Linked DNA regions of Bombyx mori: region 2 is linked to region 1. A link is a contact called in public Hi-C data. All regions are on one chromosome and are shown on one strand. The core of a region is the stretch at or near the end of the contact, and the rest is flanking DNA. Distances in the headings are between cores, read along the strand shown.

Region 1 (6,486 bases), core at 2,260-4,759:
CTCATTTCTTTGTGAAACATTGATTTATCGTTACCATTAAGATCACTCTCCTTTCTAACACTTTGATATATCATTCAAAACCCACTTATCTTACTTACTCAATGCCAAACCAGGTTTTCCCATTTAGGAATAAACTATTCAGCTCTGCAAATTGAGTTTTGGTTTGTCGACAGATCGGAGCGGAACAGCCGAGAGGATGCCGGAGCCACTGTGCCTTGCAAACAGGTGATGCCGCGCTCCAGGTACCCGGTCGATCGATATTTGGTAAGTAAAGGGAGTCTCTGGTACTCATCATTTCCTCCTTCAAAAGCCAACACCTTATACTGTCAAGCTATCTCCTAGTAAATATTAATAGGTAACCACTAGTAGATAATTTTATCATAATTAGCAGCTCATATATTGATTTCTATGAAAAGGTTTGCCCTATTTACAATGTAATAAGGAGGTACAATCGATTTTAAATCTGAATTTAAAATAAATACATTTCTAATATTAAATATTACTTATATCGCAGGTTGAAAGCAGCAAAAAGTTGGAACGGGAAAATACAAACGACGATGATTTATGGACCTCCGAGCCAGCGCTTAAGCCTGAAGACGAGATTATGTTGAGGAAATTGCATGATATGCTGCAATCGACTACAAACGATCTAAAGATTTTGTCAGGGGAGCTATCGAAATTTCAAGAACCTAGCATTCAAATAAAATCCTCGCCTATTCCGCTGGACGAGGAATTCAATGAAAAAGTTCATATTGAAGAATTGGTAAATGCAAAATTCTATGGACATAAACTGGTTGACAAAAATCGTGACGGATCTGGGGCTAGACAGATAAAAAATGTTATTGGGCCAAGTACTGGTACGACTAACGCTGATACTAAAAAGAAACATAACGTGAAACCTAAAGTATCGACTTCTGTTCAAGTTAATACAATTCCTGAAATCAAACAAAAGCGAATTAACCGAAACATGGGTTTTTCAAAAACTAAATTAATACAAATTAGTGATAAAACATACAACAAAAAACTGAACAATGGTAAAATTATTAAGGAACCGCTATCAGTAGCCTACAACGAATTCTGCTACAAACATGAAGAACCAACTAGTAACATCCAAAAGAATTTACAGTTACAAAAAATGCCAAACATTAATATAAGAAGCGAGCTAAAACTGGAAAAAGTTTTCAATTTAAGTATTTTACCTGAGAATAACGAAACTTTTCCAGTCCCTACTAACAAGGGCAACTCAACTGTAATTTTAGTAAAACATATAGATTTAAATAAGCAGCCTATTGAACAATCACATTCTACCCAACCTAAGCCCTTAATAAGAAAAGTATCTAAAATGTCAACTTGCGAAAGCAGTGAGTCATCGAATAATTTGAATTTAGAAGTCAAAACTAAATTAAGGAAACATCCAATTAATATTTCACCTAAAAGTACAAATCGAGTAATTCAAACTCACAAGAAAACAGTAAAAAGAGATTCGGAGAAACGTTGTTATGCGGATCTTGAAGAATGGAAAAGAAAACTAAACAGGGTTTACGGGGGACACGTTTTCAAAAACGACAAACCTTCGTCTAAATATAAAATTAATAAGAAAAAGGCATCGCCTGATAAGAAAAATGTAACAAAACCTATCCTAAACAACACAGAATATATACCTTACTCACGATTAACGCTAGGAGGAGTTCGAGTGAGTGATATAGAAAAGGAAATAGGTGATATTTCAAATAAGAATGTACCGTTAAGTCCTATTATAGACAGAATTTTAAGCAGTCGGGACAATAGTCCAAGGAAAAATAAACAAGAAATTATTTCGAGAACATTCACAACTTCAGATGAAAATTTAATGCAAGAAGTTGTCGATATTGAAAGGACAATCAGTGAGACGTTATCAAAAACTATACAGAAAGATGAAGATAATGGAGTCAAACCTAAAACTGTTAATGAAGATAGTGTGAGCTATAAGAGTGACAGTTATATCGACGACTTTGAAGATGATACAGACCAAAAGGAACAAATTTTAGAAGAAAGCTATAACAATATTGAACACCTTGAAGCCAAAGACACCTCTGGTAACAAGTTGAATTCAAATAACTACCAACCAAATAACGAAGACAATATTTCTGATCACAATAAGCCTAGTACGTCCAAAATACAAAATAGAACGTACATAAAAGCGTCGAACTTGTCATTCAAAGACTCAGTTGATGTGTTCGAATTTGTTCATAACGTAGATACACAGGACACCGGCACCCAAAGTGATTCATCAAATAAAATAATTCCAAAAGAAACTCAAACATCACCTACAAATGAGAGACAAAACCTTCAACCTATACGTAACGATCTATGGATGTCAATCGACCCCAGAAAGGAAGTTGAGAAAATGCTGGAATTAGAAAAAGACTTTATAAAGAAATTCATAATTGAAGAATACGGTGATATATTAGAAGAAAAAATTACAAAACCTTCTACTTCAAAAGATAGAAATGAAAATATTAGAAAAAATATAGCAGCGTCGCAGAAGAATACACAAACTTCGCCTGCGCGTGTTAAAAGTGTGATGACATCACCCAGAAGAACCAAAACAAGGACCACCTCACCATTTCCTTTGTCATTGGCAGTCGATAAACAAACTAGTCCTTTACTGTTTGATGTCAACAATAGGGAAACGAGCGTTGACTTAGAAAATGATGAACTGGGAATTTCAATTAATCTATCCTCACCAAGATTCAATCTTCGATTACCTCAGACAACACGAGAAGTTCTGTCTAATCTAGACGCTTGTACTAAAAGAACTGGAACTGATGTTACGTCGAAAACGTTCAGAAAAACGTTAGTCAGTTCTAGTTCAGCTGATGCAGATAATTCCTCGTCGGAATTGAGTAGCGTAGGTGAAATAAAAATGAACCTCAAAAAAAAAATACGTGCACTGAATAGATCAATAAGTTCTGAGTCTAGTTCTTCGTCTGTTTCTACAAAATATAGTTCAGATTTGCAGCCAGGTGGTATATTACCTTTGAAAAGTGACGGTGAATTAAGTTTGGGAAGGTCGAAAGACAAACGTGCTCATAGTATTGGTGAAACTAGTAACTTATTCTAACGAAACGTCTCTAAGTGCCTTTTGAATTGTACGTTAGCTCTCCTGTTACGTTTTGCTTTGCTTTTTGAACTTCTGAAGTACAAATTTATTTTTATATTAGTAATAAGATTGTGAGCAACATTAGTGAATTTTATAAATAATTTTAATGTCACAGCATGTATTTAGGTAATGTAAATATTAACTTCTTTGTTTTCCTATGCCATACCATAAACTGTTGTTTTGGGTAGATTTAAGGGGAATTTTATTACTGTGATTAAATTTATTTTTTCTAATGTTATTTTTAATGAATACAAAAATTTTACTATGAAGGAAATCTGCTTCGTCGTCGTGCTCACGACGATTTCTTAACCCCAGCAGCAAGCGGCAGCAACTTTGTTGTGTAAGTGGTAATGCCGACTTGCAAGAGCGATGGTGTCTCTAAACCCTCACAATTAATTAGGTGAACGGTAGGTTTGCCTCCCTTCTGTGCCAAAAAAAAAACAAGAAATATTACAGAGTACACAAAATATTATCTTTTAGTAAAACAAGTACCTATACATAGTGATAAGGAAGCGCTTAGAAAAAAAAATCGATGCAAATGGAATAAAATATATCACCTACGTTGTAAATGTATATTTCTGTGATCGCTAGCTGCGGACCGGGCAGTGTTCTGTGGGGCGAGTTTTCGGTGGTATTTAAATCATAGACAATGTGTGATCAGATTGCCGAGAATTTTAGGCACCATTGCGGTCTGGGGTGGGCAGACCGATAAAATGCATAAAAATCAAATAAATAATGTATGATTGAACTTTCTGACTTGAAGACACTAGCTGTTTGGGGGGGACGTAGAGCCCGTTAAAGTACTCATTTTGGAAAACGAATGAAGTTGCAATTTGTATACCAAGTGCGATCAAGTCAAAAGCAAACCACTTCAAAGTTCCATTTTCAATTAACCTTTTAATTGGACGTATTGGGATATCCGTATGTGTATGTTGTGCACGTACGCTAACAATCAATAATAATGAAAATATGGTTATCTAATCAATTAGTATCAGTTAAACGGCAGTAAGAAGTCTTAGTGAATTCTCTGTGTCTCTAGTGAAAAAAATACTTCATTACTTTTCCCTAATCGACTTCATTTCGTACGACAAACAGCTTTGACTATTATCACAATAAACTTGGCTGTATGGAATATGTTCCCTTACTTTTCGCAATGGTAAACAAACGTTTTTGTTTGTAATCCTGCAAAACTCTAGGATTGTTTAAACTTATTGAGGAGTTTTACTCTTATCAGTTCGTTCGGTGAATCGCAATAGATCTGAAATAAACAGTGCATAACAATTACTTTTAATCTAAACGCGTAACGCGTAACGGACACATAATCGCTCCTGTAATAAAAGTTTACTTTAAATAAAATTAAGCCAACAAAATGGAACTATTCTTCTTATTTACGTTATTCAGCTTTTCATTAGCTTCGATACTGAATCAAGGCGCTGTAACCTACGACTGTCCGTATTGTCAGCCGGAACAGATTCATATAGCATTTGGAGGTAAGGGCTATTAAGATTTTTTGTGAAATTTTCTGCTTTTTGTTCTATTTATTTTTAAACCTGTTAACGAAAAGTTGTGGAGGTCTTGACTCACCTCATTTAAATTGTTTACTGGTGCCGGTACAATCACAATAAGATGCCGTAACCAAATTATTATATTGTTTTTTCATTATTAAATTTAATGTCTATATGAATTCGTTCTCTACTAAAAGCGATTCATACTTAAGCAATTATGATGTATTGTTAGGGATTATTGTGAACTGTAAAACTACAATTATTATGTGACAAAAGTAATAAAGTATTAACTACGCATGATTTTGTTGATGTTTTAAAATTTTATGCAAATGGGCTGATCGGGCTTTGTCTTAGAATCGAATTGACTCAATAATCATCTAAAGAGTGATGTTTTTTGTCTAAAACAGTAAAATTGTTTATTTGGCCACTTACACCTGACCATTATTTCATAATGATACAGTTTTTATAAAGTTAGCACTTATTTTGCGAACTAACTAACAAAAAGGAAACCCACATGTAAATGAAGGAAAAACACCTTCACCTTCTAGGTAAATAAACTTCTGGGTAATAAGCATTTGAAGTATTCTATTCTATTTATATTTTAGTGACCTTAAGGGGTCATACTAGATTCATTGAGCTGGTAGGTGAGCTCATGGAGCTCTAACCATAGGGGCAGTATTGATTGGAGGTTGAGATACTGCCACTTTCCAATAAAGCAGTGTAGGACAGTGTAAGTTAAAATAGCTATCCATATTTATATTCAAGTGTGCAGTTAAATGAAATTAAAACCCATCATGTGCATCAGCACAGAGTAGCATTCCATTGTGGTATTAATAGGCTTTAGAGACCCTCACTCATACCCATCAATACAATAAAATTAAGAGTTTAATTGATTATGTAAATCCTTTTGTAGTTTAACCATGAAGTTTGAAATTATTAATTGCTAACTTACGTCATTGATATGCATTAATATTTAAAAGTAATAGTGGTCTAAAGGATAAGACATCCAGTGCATTTGTATCTTGTGATGCACCGGTGTTTGAATCCCTCAGGCAAGTACGTACTTAACAAATGTTCACAACTGACTTCCACGGTGAAAGAATAACATTGTGTAATAAAAATCAAACCCGCAAAATTAGAATTTGCGTAATTACTGTTGGTATCACGCCTTGTGAGTCCACACGGGTAGGTACCACCACCACTGTCTATTTTTGTCGTGAAGCAGTAATGCGTTTCGGTTTGAAGGGTGGGGCAGCCAATGTACTGTAAAAACAGATAACTCAGAACTATTATATCATGGTAAGTGGCAAGGCAAGGCTGCGTTAATGTTGTAAATGTCTGCGTGAGCTCGTCCATAAAAAAGTATGTTTGTATTCATATGATTGTATATGTAGTTATATGATTCATAACTAAATACAAAATAAAATCATTAGAATTGTTTCAATAAACATGCAGCCTCCATTTACATATCATGTAATAATATGTTTTATATATGTCCACTGCTGATAAACACTGTTATTTATTCTGAGCTATGAGTACATAAGCTAAACTGATAAGAATATGTACTGGACAATTAACCTTTGTAACTAATTAATATATTATTTTTCTGTAAAGTTTTGAGGACAATGTACTGTTGACTTTACTATCATCCAATTGGGTTGTCACAGCTTTTTATTTTAAATGAATCGATTTAAATGGGATTAAGTATAAAAATAATGTATATTGAAGAAAGAAAGTAGTTTTAAAATTTTAATTACTTAATTCATAAATAACATTTTTTTAAATCACAGTAAGCTTAACAAATTTTCAGCACAATATATTCCCAATTAACCTACTTCA
Region 2 (6,761 bases), core at 1,284-3,783, 140 kb before region 1:
TTTTGCTATTTAAAAATAAACTTTAAGCCATAGAGATAAAGTATATTTTTAGTTTTTATGTCAAACGAAGTAAGCACTCCAGTTAGAATAGTAACTCTATGACACTAATCTACACAAATCTTTAAGAGTTATTCTCATGGAGTTAATAAGTACCTACAACTGGAGTGCTGTCTAATGCCGAGAAATCGGTCTCGAAAGAGAATACTTTTTGGTCGCGGTGTCCTTGTCTAATGTGGTGACCATATATAATTTAATTATAGGACAAAATTATACACATGCATCAGTTTTGAATTTACCTTAAGTAATTCTGTGTAACCCTATGTAAATACAAAACACGTGCTTGCAACCTTTTATTTATGTAAATTCAATTCTAAACATTGCTTCGTCGTCATGGTGACTTTTTTTCGACGGTTTTTTTTGGAAATTGCTGCGTTGTCGAAAATCTAGCACTGAGTTTTATTACAAACATCATTACCTCAGTTCTATTACTTAAACTTCCTCAAACTCATGTTTAACGTCCGAATACTCAACCGCGACTTAAATAATATATTATGTTGAACTTAATTACGCAATTCCTACTTTAATGTACTGGCTAAGTGGGCCGTGCAAATTAATATTTGACACACTGAGTGAGACACTGCAACACACATGGTCTGCGCGTATCGGGTGCTCTTTTCCTACATTCACATCTTCAATTGATTTAAAATTGCTTGTATTTTTACTTCTGTGCTATTTTCATGACACGTGTATATTAAGTCTACTAGTTACATTTTAGGAGATAAAACACAATGGGTAATAAAATGAAATGAAATGAAATTCATTTATTTGTTATATGTAGACAATTAAATAACTCTTAAATGACAAGTCAATACACATAACACGATACACATAGTACTTGATCTCTATTTACAAAATATTGGTTATACATATTATTATTATTAAGTTCAGTTAATTTTCTGTAGTCTTATAATATAACTTTTCCTCTATTTTAAGTAAATTCTTTTTTTTCAACGAAATACATAATTTATTTTAATCAATATCTAAGTGGGCCATGAGTATCATTAAAATTTCGCAATTTAAATTTCAATTCAATTAAAAATCGCCATTTTTCTTTAATAAATCTAAAATCGACTTTATATTTACAATCACTATTTCGCGACTGTTAAGTTTTTGTTTCAATACCTTAACATCTTGTCGTAATTTTGCTTTTCTCGGGGTATTTTTTATTTCTTGCGTTTGAGTACTTGATTCTTCTTGTTTGACCTTTATATAGGACATTTTCCAGAAATTCCAACGTCATATTTACTAGAAGATCCTACTCGTTCGCTTAACGTCAGGCAAATGATATACATGCTTGCGTGCGACGCTATTCAATACAATAAAAAAAGTTCAAAAAATACCACGTGATGGCTCTTATAATATGAAAAATACATTGCAAAATTGTAGTTTTCACGATTGTTTTTTCAAATTTAGTATATGACATAGATTAAGTACAATTTACAAGACAAATGGTATTAAATATTATAATGAGAAAAAATATCTCACATTTTAAAAATATATGCTCACACTAGTAAAAATTTATCAATGAATCTGACATATGGAAGGATATTCCACAAACTGGAGAGGATTCTCGCTTAAAACCACTTACATTAAAATTGTTCACCATGATTACACGGAAACTTTCACGATTTTCGAAAAAAAACAAGCCACAAGCTGTATCAGTGCCATTTTAACTTCGCACTACAAACGTAAATAGACGCCATTTTTCTTTTAATCCATTCATAGCTCTTTTTCGGTGATGCCAACAATTAATCTGGCTTCCCACCAAATTCAACATGAAAACCATCAGAAATCTACGTACCTACCATTAAATTTTCCATTAAACAGAGTTCTTATTAATATAGAACAATATTTTTTTTGTTAATAAGCTTTATTAATATATGATGTTCTATTAAAAATCAATATATATCATATAATCAATACTTCTTATATAATTTATTTTAATAAATTGTCATCATCAGAAACTAATTTCACCATAACTTAGTACGTTTATTTTGAACCAATTTAATTTTTGACGTTGATGGAAATTCTAAATTCTCGCAACATTTTCTAGTTAAGTTTAAGTCACATCGTTTAAATAATATGTATTTAGATATATTATTGTCATAAAACATTTAAAATCCTGTAAAGTGGATTGATTTTAACCTTTTCGAGAATTTTCAACAACACCCAAGCTACTAAAAAATCCACTAACCACTAAAAGCCATTTTTGATAACTAAGACGGGGGTCCAAATTCCTAGATTTTATGGAAAATCCTCTAAGCTAGCAACACTGCTTTTTGTTTGTAAAATGTGCGAGAGGGACACCACCACTTAATAATCATTCTCTTTTCAGACCGTTTTTCCTTACATCTTTTGCTATTTAAAAATAAACTTTAAACCATAGAGATAAAGTATATTTTTAGTTTTTATGTCAAACGAAGTAAGCACTCCAGTTAGAATAGTAACTCTATGGTTATTCTCAATAGACTTTTTGGCGGGAACGCGCGAACGCGAGGAGTGAAGTTGTGTGATTTCTTTTATTTTGTCTATTTAGTGTTTCTTCGGGTTCAAATGTGTAATAATGGTGGTTTATTAACTGTTTAATATCTGTGAAAGTGCACAAATCTGGAAAAATGAAACAAAGCCGCTGGACGTAACTTCTCGGGATCCTCCAAAAAGTCCACTGAAAAAATCTTAGTAAATGACCACGATTTTACTGAGATTATATTTCATCCCATATCATCTCATTTCATTTAATTTCATCCCAGTTGGTTAATGTCTCAAATTAATTGTCTTCATTTCATTTCACTCCATAATATCATTTTTCATAAAAATATGAATATAAATTAAAATAAGACATGACTTAAAGGTCTCAGTTACCAGGTCATAAAATCCTTTTTAAAAAAATTTTCAATAAGTTTACCTAAGTGGTTAAGCATCTTGCACAAAATATATTTCAGTATAAACGTAACATTATTGTTAATGTAATTTGTAGAATGGGTACTAGAATACTGCAAAGACTAATTGTGTCAACATTTATAAATAATGTTACACCCAGACGGCAACTAAGGTTATGTGAAAAAATAGTTTGTGCCCATAATTTAAACACAACGTACGTTAGGAATTATGCAAAAAGTAAAGACAAAGGAAAGGAAAAAAAAGGTAAAGGCACTAAAGTTGAAATTAATATGGCAGTTCTCTCCGAACTTATACCAGTAGACAAGATGAAAGACCGCTGCAGTGCCGCTATTGAAAACATGAAGGCGGATTTTGCTAAACATTTGTCTATAAGATCAACCACTGGCTCGATAGACACAATACCAGTAAAATTCGAGGGCAAAGAATATGAACTACAAGAACTAGCTCAGATTGTAAGAAAGAATCCTAAAACGATAGTAATAAACTTCTCTTCTTTTCCCCAAGTCATACCGGAGGCCTTGAAAGCCATCAGTAGTTCTGGTCTAAATTTAAATCCACAACAAGATGGAACTACACTGTTTGTGCCTGTGCCTAAAGTCACAAAGGAGCACAGGGAAGCATTGGCTAAGAATGCTAAGGTGTTGTACATAAAGTGTAGGGATGCACTCAAAGACATACAAAATGAAAACATAAAGAAAATGAAGAAACAGACTGGTGTATCTGAAGATTTAATATTTAACGGAACGAAACAAATAAATGCCTTGTGTGAAAAATATCTATTAGAAGCGAGAAGTATTTATGATGCCAAATGTGTTGAATTAGTTGGGAAGTAGGTGTTTGTGGAAATAACTTTGTGTTGTTAATGAATAGAATAATATGCATAATATATATTTAAGAAAATATGCCATGCATCTTTTCAATAAACACCAATAGATAGTTTGAAATAACAAATTTTATTTTGAAAGCCTTTTTTGTATCTATCCATAACTATGTTAAGGGAATATGAAGTGTAATTTTTGTTCCAATTATTCTGCAAATTTTAGTTTAATTTTACATTTCAATTTATTACCCAGTGATGCAATATTCAAGCCCTTGACTGTTGAGCCATGGGTTTTGGGTTGATTCCCACATCGGGCAAACATTTGTGTAACGAACATGTGTGTTTGCTCTTAGTCTTATGTATATATTTAAATATAAATATGTGTCTGATACCCATAACACAGATAATCCTATTTTTGGGACCAGATAACCTTGTGTGATCTGTTCCCAGTTATTTAATTTTTATTTTTTAATATTTTCATCTATTGACATAGATTGATCCATTTTGTGTTTAAGGTGTAGAAGAAATTAATGAAGTGTTGAAGAAAATGTAAACAATTAGAAATCCACATAAATATGAATTTTGAATATAAATCAGCAATTAAAGTTTTTTTTTGTATTTAAACATAGAACTTGAATCTAAAATCAGAGTTTATCCTGATGCTCAATGATGCAAGGATGAAAACAACATAGATGTAGTAGTCTTTTGCTACTTCTTGATCTATATCTTACAGGTAGTAACTAAGATGTGGCACTAACAATGAGCTTAGGAACCACAATGTGAATGCCACACTATAGTAACTGCCATTTTAAGTAGTCTATTTTTAGTCTATTTTGAACAAAATTTAATTGCTTTGTTTAAAAAAAAGCAATGATCCAAGTTTGTTAAAAAAAATTTTTTTCCGCCTTCCCCCCAGTAAAGGTCATGGGGCGACCTGAGGGGGTTGAGGCTGCGCGGCGCACTACAGCACTAGCGCGCTGCTGAGGAAAAATATCAACATCCTGATAAAAGAGCAATCGGTTGGCGGTGTATCGCGTTCCGATCCGGCAGGCTGGTCCAGCGGCACCGTCTAGGTGGCCTGACGAGCTGCCGTGCTCGAGACGGCCGACGTTTCAGAACCTTCGTTTCGCCTCGAAATCTCATTCGGCTGGGCATCCTCGGGGTGAGCCGCGCGTCTGGTTGGAGTCTTACGACGGTTACCCGGTTCTGACCTCAGGATGGATCAGATGCTTGGACTGGACGATAGTCGGGGAGACCAAGGGAGTCGGTAGCGCTCTAAATTCCCTCCCTTGGGCCCGGGGTCCGCTCCAAACATTGCGAAATAACCCGCGCGTCACCTAAGCACGGGACCTCTTAGGTGGTTCGGCCCCCGGCCCAAAAAATAGATGGATGGACAAGTTCACGTCCCAACTAATGTTAAGTGGTTGCTGGAGTCCATACACATCCAACATCAATGACACCACCCACCTTGAGATATGAGGTGCTAGTCCAAATTAAGTAGTTTACAGGCAGTCTCACTTTCCAAACTGCATGACTGCTTCGCGATGGAAATACATACAATGGTGGAACTTTTTCTTGCAGGTTCACAATACGTCCTACCAGAAGTAACGGTACTGATGGGGGCAGCATTATTTGCGGCCAAACCTGTTCTTTGCGTACTAGAACTCTTTGAACGTGCAGTACCGTTTCGCCTATTAAATTTTCAGTGTATAGATCACATATTACTGAGTTTGTTGATTCTCCACTCATCCTGACGCATCCATTTTACTTTAATCCATCAATTTCATTTGCTATTTGAAACTAAAGTAGCTAAGCTAAAAGCTCGTCTCAGTGTATTTTATATATGGCTAAAATCATTTTGCTGTTCAATTCCAGAAAATACAACTTTAGTCGAATGAGTGACAATACTCTTAGATATAATCTAGATTTGCATATTTCTATGCACAGAACTGTCCGGATGTTATAACGGGATTGAGCGGGAAAATGAGATATTAAATTTCGGAAAATGTTTATGTTTTGTTAACACTTCTTCAGGTATATTTTTAATTGCTTAGAGTGAATATACAAATGCAGAAAAAAATTTTTACATAAAGATTATCGTCTGTTGTTAGTTTCCTTTGCCTGCCCAAAAAACGACTTAAATAAAAAAAAGGTAGTAAATGTCAGTTTTGTTTACAAATTAACTCTAAGCACCATCTGCTTGCTAACGAGAAATAAAAATTAATGGAAAGATTAACAAAAATACATAGAAATAAATACGCCAGAGTGATGTCGCGTATTACCAATCGTTCGAAAACGAATTTGGGGGCTGACTCTATAGTTATGCGGCACGAACTGCCTTCAGCACGTCTTCGCGGGAAACTAACTCATTCAAATCCTAATTGCGGTGTTTTTAGTGAACTTCCAACTGTATTGAATGATTATACTCCAGAGACTGTTCCTGATAGAGTTTTGAGACGAACATTAACGTCGAAGCCGCGTAAAACAATCAAATCTTTGGACCCCGCCACTTCCCCTCATCGCGTAGTAACGAAATGTGAAACGGGCAGAAAACCTCGACCAATGGTTAAGTTACGGGAATCAGCACCTGTGTTGACGAACAAGTGTATGGATACAAATGAAAGACGGTGTTCGTCAAGCAGGACCCATACTAACTTAAAATATTTAAAAGTAAGTTTATGAAAGTTTAAGAACAGCTCATAAGATTTTTGTTACGACTATTTACACTATATTCATTCTCAATAAGCATTTACTGTTAAAGAGTACTTCCTAATTTACTATTTAAATAAAGAAATCAAAGTTATAAATTATTACCAAAAAAACTAAACTGCTAAAAGCTAGGAATGAATTTTAATCTCTAGTGTAACTAAAATATACTTCTTATCATAGGAGGAAATAAAAGCATACAACGAAGCGGAAAAACTAATGAGACTTAGAAGTTCTCTCTACAAGAAATGTGGAGTTGTGCTTGATGACGTAG

Evidence for each region. Hi-C and Micro-C count contacts between places; a contact is called where the count stands out from the background.
Region 2: a contact with region 1 is called in a Hi-C map of midgut, with 3 times the contacts expected there. The contact joins the promoter of LOC101737499 here to the promoter of LOC101737208 in region 1. A contact is called at or near these places in 5 of 7 Hi-C or Micro-C datasets (midgut, posterior silk gland, an unstated tissue and 1 more).

Annotation. Positions count from the first base shown.
Region 1 is chr18:13,127,085-13,133,570 of ASM3026992v2, reverse strand. It overlaps LOC101737208 (acid phosphatase type 7), which reads left to right and starts at 3,509. Exons shown (of 10, transcript XM_062673758.1): 1 at 3,509-4,632. The coding sequence starts at 4,512. It overlaps LOC101740927, which reads left to right. Exons shown (of 5, transcript XM_004928397.5): 4 at 174-264; 5 at 515-3,375. The coding sequence ends at 3,103.
Region 2 is chr18:13,264,307-13,271,067 of ASM3026992v2, reverse strand. LOC101737499 (ribosome-recycling factor, mitochondrial) reads left to right here and starts at 2,533. Exons shown (of 1, transcript XM_004928306.5): 1 at 2,533-3,912. The coding sequence starts at 3,039. The coding sequence ends at 3,794. LOC101740927 reads left to right here and starts at 5,943. Exons shown (of 5, transcript XM_004928397.5): 1 at 5,943-6,451; 2 at 6,671-6,761. The coding sequence starts at 6,005.